Linked DNA regions of Mus musculus: region 1 is linked to region 2. A link is a contact called in public Hi-C data. All regions are on one chromosome and are shown on one strand. Each heading gives the region's core, a stretch centred on a gene start, on an enhancer-like site or on the middle of the called end of the contact. The rest is flanking DNA. Distances are from core to core; before and after follow the strand shown.

Evidence for each region. A called contact is a pair of places that touch in the nucleus more often than the background predicts.
Region 1: a Hi-C map of embryonic stem cells shows a contact between it and region 2, with 1.8 times the contacts expected there. The contact joins the promoter of Esyt1 here to the enhancer-like site in region 2. A contact is called at or near these places in 3 of 39 promoter capture datasets (erythroid cells, macrophages and second pharyngeal arch cranial neural crest), 3 of 15 datasets of contacts at CTCF or cohesin (CD8 T cells, the NIH/3T3 cell line and large pre-B cells), 87 of 484 Hi-C or Micro-C datasets (the AML12 cell line, the AtT-20 cell line, B cells and 47 more), 36 of 115 datasets of contacts at active chromatin or transcription factors (the 230-238 cell line, CD8 T cells, DN3 thymocytes and 26 more) and 6 of 9 other capture datasets (adipose tissue, bone marrow-derived macrophages, embryonic stem cells and 3 more).

The regions. Positions count from the first base shown.
Region 1 is chr10:128,524,524-128,528,257 of GRCm38.p6, forward strand. Esyt1 (extended synaptotagmin-like protein 1) reads right to left here and starts at 1,336. Exons shown (of 31, transcript NM_011843.2): 1 at 941-1,336. The coding sequence starts at 1,300.
Region 2 is chr10:128,471,908-128,475,587 of GRCm38.p6, forward strand. It overlaps Smarcc2 (SWI/SNF related, matrix associated, actin dependent regulator of chromatin, subfamily c, member 2), which reads left to right. Exons shown (of 29, transcript NM_001372395.1): 12 at 2,294-2,353; 13 at 2,465-2,502; 14 at 2,776-2,906; 15 at 3,086-3,157. Among named protein-coding and RNA genes, the nearest start is that of Smarcc2, 14 kb to the left of the region's middle. Within about 2 kb of position 2,109, at least 6 of the 459 cell types and tissues checked have an H3K27ac peak or open chromatin away from gene starts, as enhancers often do. A contact at or near this core is called in embryonic stem cells, where this site is marked.

The sequences.
Region 1 (3,734 bases), core at 86-2,585, 52 kb after region 2:
GGATAAAGAGTAGCAATAACAGTTGCTACTTAGGGCACATGAAACCGTTTCTTCTTCTTTTCTCTCCAGGGAATGGCAAGTGTGACTGGTGTCTGCCTCTCTCTACCTGTCACCTCTAAGTGAGAAGAGTAGGGAGGGTACCCCAAAGGGGTTGGTAACCCGCTCAGCTTAGCAAGGTCAGAGGGAGGCATCTTTTCAGCCCAGGAGACAGGGTATAGTAATGAGGGCCTGGGTCGGCTGAGCAAACGAGCGAGCGAAGGCTGCTCACAGTCCGGAAAAGGGTGGGGCCGCCCTGGGTACGAGTAAAAAGGAGCAGCGGGAACTACAGCTGCCGCACTACCCTCTTCCCAGAACCTCCTCCTCCCTTAGCCCAGCAGCCCGGCTGGCTTGAGGCTGGAAGGCGACCGCGATAGGTCATTTCCAGGTGCTGGGACTCAGCGGAACAATGCTTGCAGGGCTGGGTCTCAGCGGGTACCTAGAGACAAGGCAGGAAACGGAAAACCCTAATGCCCTGAAGTAGATAAAAAGCCTTGAAAGCGCTAGCAAAGGCGGGGGAACCTCTGAGCCATCGCGGGGTGGGGGGTGGAGGGATCCCCAGAGGCAGCGCGGCAAAGGCGCGAGTGGCACCAGAAGTCAGGAGGAGCGAGCATTCTACACGCTTGGCTGGGAGCGGCAGCTCAGATGTACTGCTGTAGTCCGAGGAGACGGAGGAAGAAGTCCCGATTCCGTGGAAGGATCCGCTCTGCGGCAAGGGTGGGCGGGGAGAGTGGGTGGCCGCGTCCAGGAGTGGTGCGTCCCAGCACACAAGCGCTAACGGGACGATGCAAAGTCTGGGGGCCCGCTGTCCTAGGTGGGGGAGCTGACTTTGTAGGGTGGGAGAGCCCCAAGTTGAGGGGCTAGGAAGAGCTATACTGCACCAAGGGCTGAAGTGGTAACTCACCCAGGCAGGTAGTTCCCGGTGGCTCATATAAAGCGTCTCTGCGGTGATCCGCTCCTCGTCATCCAGCAGCTGCCTCGCTGCCCTCAGGCTCCGTTCTTTCCCATCGCGGACCCGGCGCCAGCCCAAGTACAGGGCGAGGCCGAAAAGCACGAAACCTACGCTAAGACCCGCTGCCCCTGCCAGGTACACCGGCACCAGCACCAACAAGCGGCGCCCGAAGGAAGTCAGCACCGCCAGGGCCTCGCTCGCCGCACCTGGGCCGGCAGGTGGGACCCCGGAGCCCCCGTCCCGCGTGGAGTCCGTGGCAGGGGGCTGCCCTGACGGCTCGGGGCTGGCGCCCTCTTCAGGGGAGTGCTCCATGGGGCAGCTTCTGGGAGTGCCCGCCCGAGCAGCTGCAGGCAGCTCAGTGTCTGGTCCAGCTCCCCCCCAGTAATATATGGTGCTCCCCCCGGGACCTCAAGCCCCGCCCCGCCCCTGCCTGTTGGGGCAGCGCCGCGTAGACTTGGGAAGCTAGAGAGGACTTGGGATGGCAGGGCCTCCGTGATTGGACCAGAGGGTCAAGATGGGAGGGTTGGATGGCGGGAAAAGGGGGGGAAAGAAACCAAAAGACAGTATTTGACTGGTCACGGAGAGAACGGGGCGTAGCGTCCCACTTAAGAGGCGGGAGCAGCTGCTCCTCCCACGTGGGATTGGAGCGCCTGTGGAGTTACGTCATGCAGAGCCGCTACTCTAATTACTGAGTTCAGAGTGAGCTAGAGTTGAGGGTGTATCTCTCCACACGTTCAAATGGTTTGGCAGGGTTTGGTCTGAATCTTAAATATTCTTTGTCAACTTTCCCAGCGTTTGATACTCAGAGAACGTTCGTTTTTGCCTCTAAGAATATTCTTTGAGTTTTTACTGGCTGCCCTTGCGAAACGTTAGGGAAATTAGACCGATTTAGAACGAAAGTCTAGGATGACCGACCCTGTCTAGCGGCCCTGTCTGTGCTGTCCTCAGTCCCCCTATCTTGTCCGTGAAAAGGAACAAGTCAGCGACAGCTGGGGCGTGATGAACATTAGAGTTCTAATACTCCAGTCTTGAAGAAGTGGGGTGAGGGGAGGAGATCGGTAGATAAGTGAGATTTTGTTTCTTTTTAGAATCCAGAGTTAGTCATCTCTATCATAGAGGGCCGATTAAGATTATAGTCAGGGAGGGGCGGTGTTCAACGGCAGCAGTAATTATTACATTTTGCAATAGTTTCCTGATGCTGACCAAAATCAGGTCGGGGAGGAAAAGGTCTGTTTGACTTACACTTCCATATCATAGTCCATCATTGAAGGGAGTCCAGGCAGGAACTGAAACCGGGCTGGAACCTGGAGGCAAGAGCTGATGCAGAGGCCATGGGGGGCGGGGGACGGGGTGCTGCTCACTGGCTTGCTAAACCGGCTTTCTTTCTTTCTTTCTTTCTTTCTTTCTTTCTTTAAGATTTATTTATTATATGTAAGTACACTGTAGCTGTCTTCAGACACCCCAGAAGAGGGAGTCAGATCTTGTTACGGATGGTTGTGAGCCACCATGTGGTTGCTGGGATTTGAACTCCGGACCTTCGGAAGAGCAGTCGGGTGCTCTTACCCACTGAGCCATCTCACCAGCCCCCGGCTTTCTTATAGAACCTAGGACCAGCAGCCCAGGGATGGCCCCCGCCAACCATGGGCTGGGCCCTTCCCTATCAATTAAGGAAATGTTCTACATAGAGGTTTGCCTACAGATCTTATGGAGGCTTCGTCTCAATCAACGTTCCTTCCTCTCAGACGACCCTAGACTATGTCAAGTTGATATAAAACTAGCCAGCACCCTTGGGAACATCTAGGACACTAAAATGAAGAATTCTGACAGACGGGATGGTACATAGCTGTAATCCCAGCATTTTGGAGGCTAAGGCAGCCTGAGATAAATAGCAGAAACAAAATAAAACAAAACAAAAGGAGGCAGGGGTTGGGGGATACAGAAAGGAGGGGAGGAGGAAGGAACAGGCTAGGAAGACAGCTCTGTTTATATAGCCCAAGCATGACGACCTAAATTCATTCCCCAGCAACCACAAGCAAAAGGCCTTTGCTCCACAAGCTTAGTGACCTGAGTTTAGATCTCTGCCATCCCGTCTGTAAAATCCAGATATGGTAGCTCACTGCTAGCAAGACACACACTCTCTCTCTTTCTCTCTCTCTGTCTCTCTCTCTGTCTCTCTCTGTCTCTCTGTCTCTCTGTCTCTCTCTCTCTCTCTCTCTCTCTCTCTCAAAAGATTAAGTGGGGCTGGAGAGATGCTTCAGTGGTTAAGAGCACTGACTGCTCTTCCGAAGGTCCTGAGTTCAATTTCCAGCAACCACATGGTGGCTCACAACCACCTGTAATGGGATCCGATGCCCTCTTCTTCTATGTCTGAAGACAGTGACAGTGTACTCACATACATTAAACAAACAAACAAATAAATAAATCTATCTTACAAAAAAATTATAATAGAAGATTAAGTGGAGAGCTATAGAAATGGCTCAGTGGGTGAAGGCACTTGCCACCAAGCCTGAAGACCTAAGTTCAATGCCCCAGACATACATGGTGGAAGTGGAAAGCCAACTCCTGAGAGTTGTCAGGTTGTCCTCTGATCCACCCATGTTCCCTGTGATACACACAGCTTTTAAAAATATTATTTATTATTATTCATACGAGTACACTGTAGTTGTCTTCAGACACACACCAAAAGAATGCATCAGATCCCATTACAGATGGTTGTGAGCCACCATGTGATTGTTGGGAATTGAAC
Region 2 (3,680 bases), core at 859-3,358:
TTGGGTTAGTCTAGGATACATGAGACCCTGTCTCCAAATAAATAAATAAAATAAAATGATGGCTCATGATGAGGACCTGAGTCGACCTTAGTACCTTATAAAAAGCTGAGCAAGGTAGTTTGTGCTATAATCCCAATACTGAGGGGGAGGCAGGAGGAAGCCAGGGCCTTGCTGGCTAGCCAGTCTAACTGCATCGGTGAGCTCCAGATTCACTGAGAAATTGTCTGAACAAACATAGGAAAGTGGTAGAAGATAACACCAGTGTAGACCTCTGACCTCCACATAAACACACATAATAAATTTGAAATTTTTAGAAAGAGAAATGTGGGGCTTGAGAAGTCTCAGCAGTTAAGAGCATACTGCTCCTACAGAGGCCCTGAATTCCATTCTCATCAGGTGACTCCCACTAAATTAAAAAGCTCCAGCAGCACCCATGCTCTCCTCTGGCCTCCGGGGACCTTTACACATGCTCATTGCACACATGCAATCATCAACTTAGAAAAGACAGAGGAGGAAAATGTAAAAGGCAGTGAGAACAACTCTAAAGAGACTCACTCAGTCTGTCCTGCACGAGGAGTCTAGGGGACTGCACTTCAATACTGATTTGTAGTCTGTCTCCTGTCCAGTAGCCTCAAATATCAAGAAATATATTTCAAGGGTTTGGGAAGCCGATTTCCTCGGAGCATTTGTGTATGAAACCAAGGCGGGAGCGTCTTCTCTACTTTACAGCTTTGAAGATTAGGTTGGGGTGCAGCTTATGGTGAACACTGCCTAACAAATACGGAGCCCTGCACTCTATCCCCAGCCCTTCAGACAGTCTTTAAAAATATTTTTTTTAGATATTCAAGCTAGGTATGGTGACACATGATTTTAAATCCTAGCTCTCAGAAGGCAGAGTTATGGAGAGCTCTGTAAGCTGGAGGCTAGCCTGGTCACAAGTTCCAGGACAGCCAGGTTTCATACAGAGACCCTGTCTTCAAAAATTAATTAAGATCTGACTGGAAACGGTGGTAAACACCTTTAATCTCAGCACCCAGGAAGCAGATGCAGGTGAATCTCTGTGAGTTCAAGGCCAGCCTGGCCTACATAGTGAGTTCCAAGACAGCCAGAGCTACAGAGTGAGACTCTGTCTGGGAAAAAACAAAGCAACAGTGTTACTAGTTAAGAGCACATCATTTAACTCAGCCTGGTGGCATAACATAGGTAATAATCTCAGTGGCCTGCCTGGCTGAGGCAGGAGGATGTAAGAAGTACAGAATCAGCCTGGCCTGCAGAATGACCCCTGAGGCCAACCTGCATAACTGAAGGGGACAGTCTCAGAGTAAAAAGGAAGGAAAGCCAAGTGTGGGTCATGTCTCTAGTCCTAGCACTCAGCAGGCAGAGGGATGGTTCAGGAGTGCAGGCCAGCCTGAGCTACATAATGAATTCAAAACCAGCTCGAGCTGATGGAGTCTGTGTCTCTTTCTTTTAAAAAATACTAAATAAAAAAGTAAAGATGTAGTTATGAATATAGTTCATGTATAGGGGTGTTTGTCTGCCAGTACAAATTGCGTAGCAGGAGAGGGCATTGGATTCTGTGGGACTACAATTACAGATGGTTGTGAGCCACCATGTGGTTGCTGGGAATTGAACTCAGGATCTCTGGAAGAGCAATCGGTGCTCTTAACCTCTCAGCCTTCTCTCCAGCCTGAGGCTGTTTGAAAAAGGCAAAGCCAAAGTAAAAAGTTTAAGGAAAGAAAAAGAAAAAAGTGCTGGGGAACTGAGCTTGGTGGTGGCGCACACCTGTCACCTCAGCACTCAGGAGCAGATGCAGAGAATTAGGGATGTTCTTTGCAAGTTAGAGGCCTGGAATACATGAGACCCTGCTCCTTCGCCCCGCCCCGCCCCGCCCCGCCCCGCCCCCCTCAAAAAAACCAGAAAAACCTTGGTGCTGGGACTGTAACTCTGGTAGAACACTGACATATTCGTAAGTTAGGCCTTAGGTTCAGTTGCAAGTAGTATATCAAGGGATGATATCTAGCTACTTACCTAGCATGATCTAGCTCAAACTCAGTCCATTAAAAGATTGTATAGGGAGACAAGCAGGGAGACAAAGAGCAGTCATACAGGAGTAGCCCTCAGGATACTGAGGCCGGAGAGTCATAGGAGTGCACGCACATAGATGCTGGGCAAGGCAGTAGAATAGAAAACGAGTTTCAAAGGGTTCTGAAGAAGCAGCATATGTAAAACTGTTAGCAGCTGAGACGTGAGAGCTTGATTTGGCCAACATGTCTAATGCTTTTTCTCTTTGCAGTCAACACTAAAAAGGACTCTGAGTCAGCCCCAGTCAAAGGCGGCACCATGACTGACCTGGGTAAGCCAGGGAGCCCCAAGCAGGCAGTGCCTGAGGCATGGGGGAGCTCAGCCCACCTTCCCGTCGCCCTCTGCTCCTGTAGAGGCTCAGCCTGTCTTCTTTCCCTTGCAGATGAACAGGACGATGAAAGCATGGAGACCACCGGCAAGGTGCAGCCAGTTTAGGCAGGCTCTGTCTCTCTGTGATTAGCTTAGAGAGGCTCCACCTCTCTGGGACAGGGATCACAGTGTTCCTTTTGCCCGGGCTTTTCCCGCCATAGCTGAATTGTGCCTGCTGCTCGGACCCCAGCCCCCTAGCGTCCCAGGGCCCACAGTGCTCATCCTCATCCTTCTCCCCTGTTGGTGCTCCTGGGTGTAGGAGAAGCTGAGGGCTGCTAGGCAGGGAGGGGAATGCTGAGTGTCCAGCAGCCTCCATATTCATAGGACGAGGATGAGAACAGCACGGGCAACAAAGGCGAGCAGACGAAGAACCCGGACCTGCATGAGGACAATGTGACCGAGCAGACCCACCACATCATCATCCCCAGCTACGCCGCCTGGTTTGACTACAACAGGTACTGCCCTGCTTCTTTCCTCCTTCCTCCCCCGTGATTAACCCATAATCAATGGGTTATCTCTCTTGTTGCCCCTCTACAGCTTAGAGCCCCTTGCCAACCCCACCTTTCAAGCCTTCCGCCCTTGGGCTCCTACTCCTTCCCTGGGCCTTCTAAACCCGTTGTGATTTATCTTGCAGCGTCCATGCCATTGAACGGAGGGCTCTTCCTGAGTTCTTCAACGGCAAGAACAAGTCTAAGACTCCAGAGATGTAAGATTTCCGCTTATGATTTTCTTTTGGGGTCCTTTCTGCACTCACCCTTCCAGACTTAGCAACTTTCAACCAAGCTCTCTGTTAGACTTACAAAGACATGATAGACACCACTAGACAGCCACAGCCTAACCCTTTAAACATGTTCTTCGGAGGTTGTCTGAGGATGGTAGAGTAGAGCATACAAGTACCTGCACCGCCGTTCCCATTGCTTCCAGTTAAAAACCATGCAGAGAATTTCATTCCATAATTGCTATGTGACCTGAAATTCACATACCCCCAGTGTATGAAACAACTTTAATTAAAATGTAAATGATGAGATTAGATTGAAAAACAAAAATAAGGTGATGGTGTACACCTTGAATCCCAGCACTCGGGAGGCAAAGGCAGGCAGAGCTCTTGAGTTCAAGGCCAGTCTGGTCTACAGAGCTAGTAGTTCCAGGAGACCCAGGGCTGCAAAGAGAAATTCTGTCTTGGAACACCAAAAAGCAAACCAAACCAAAACAAAAAAACAAGATAAGAT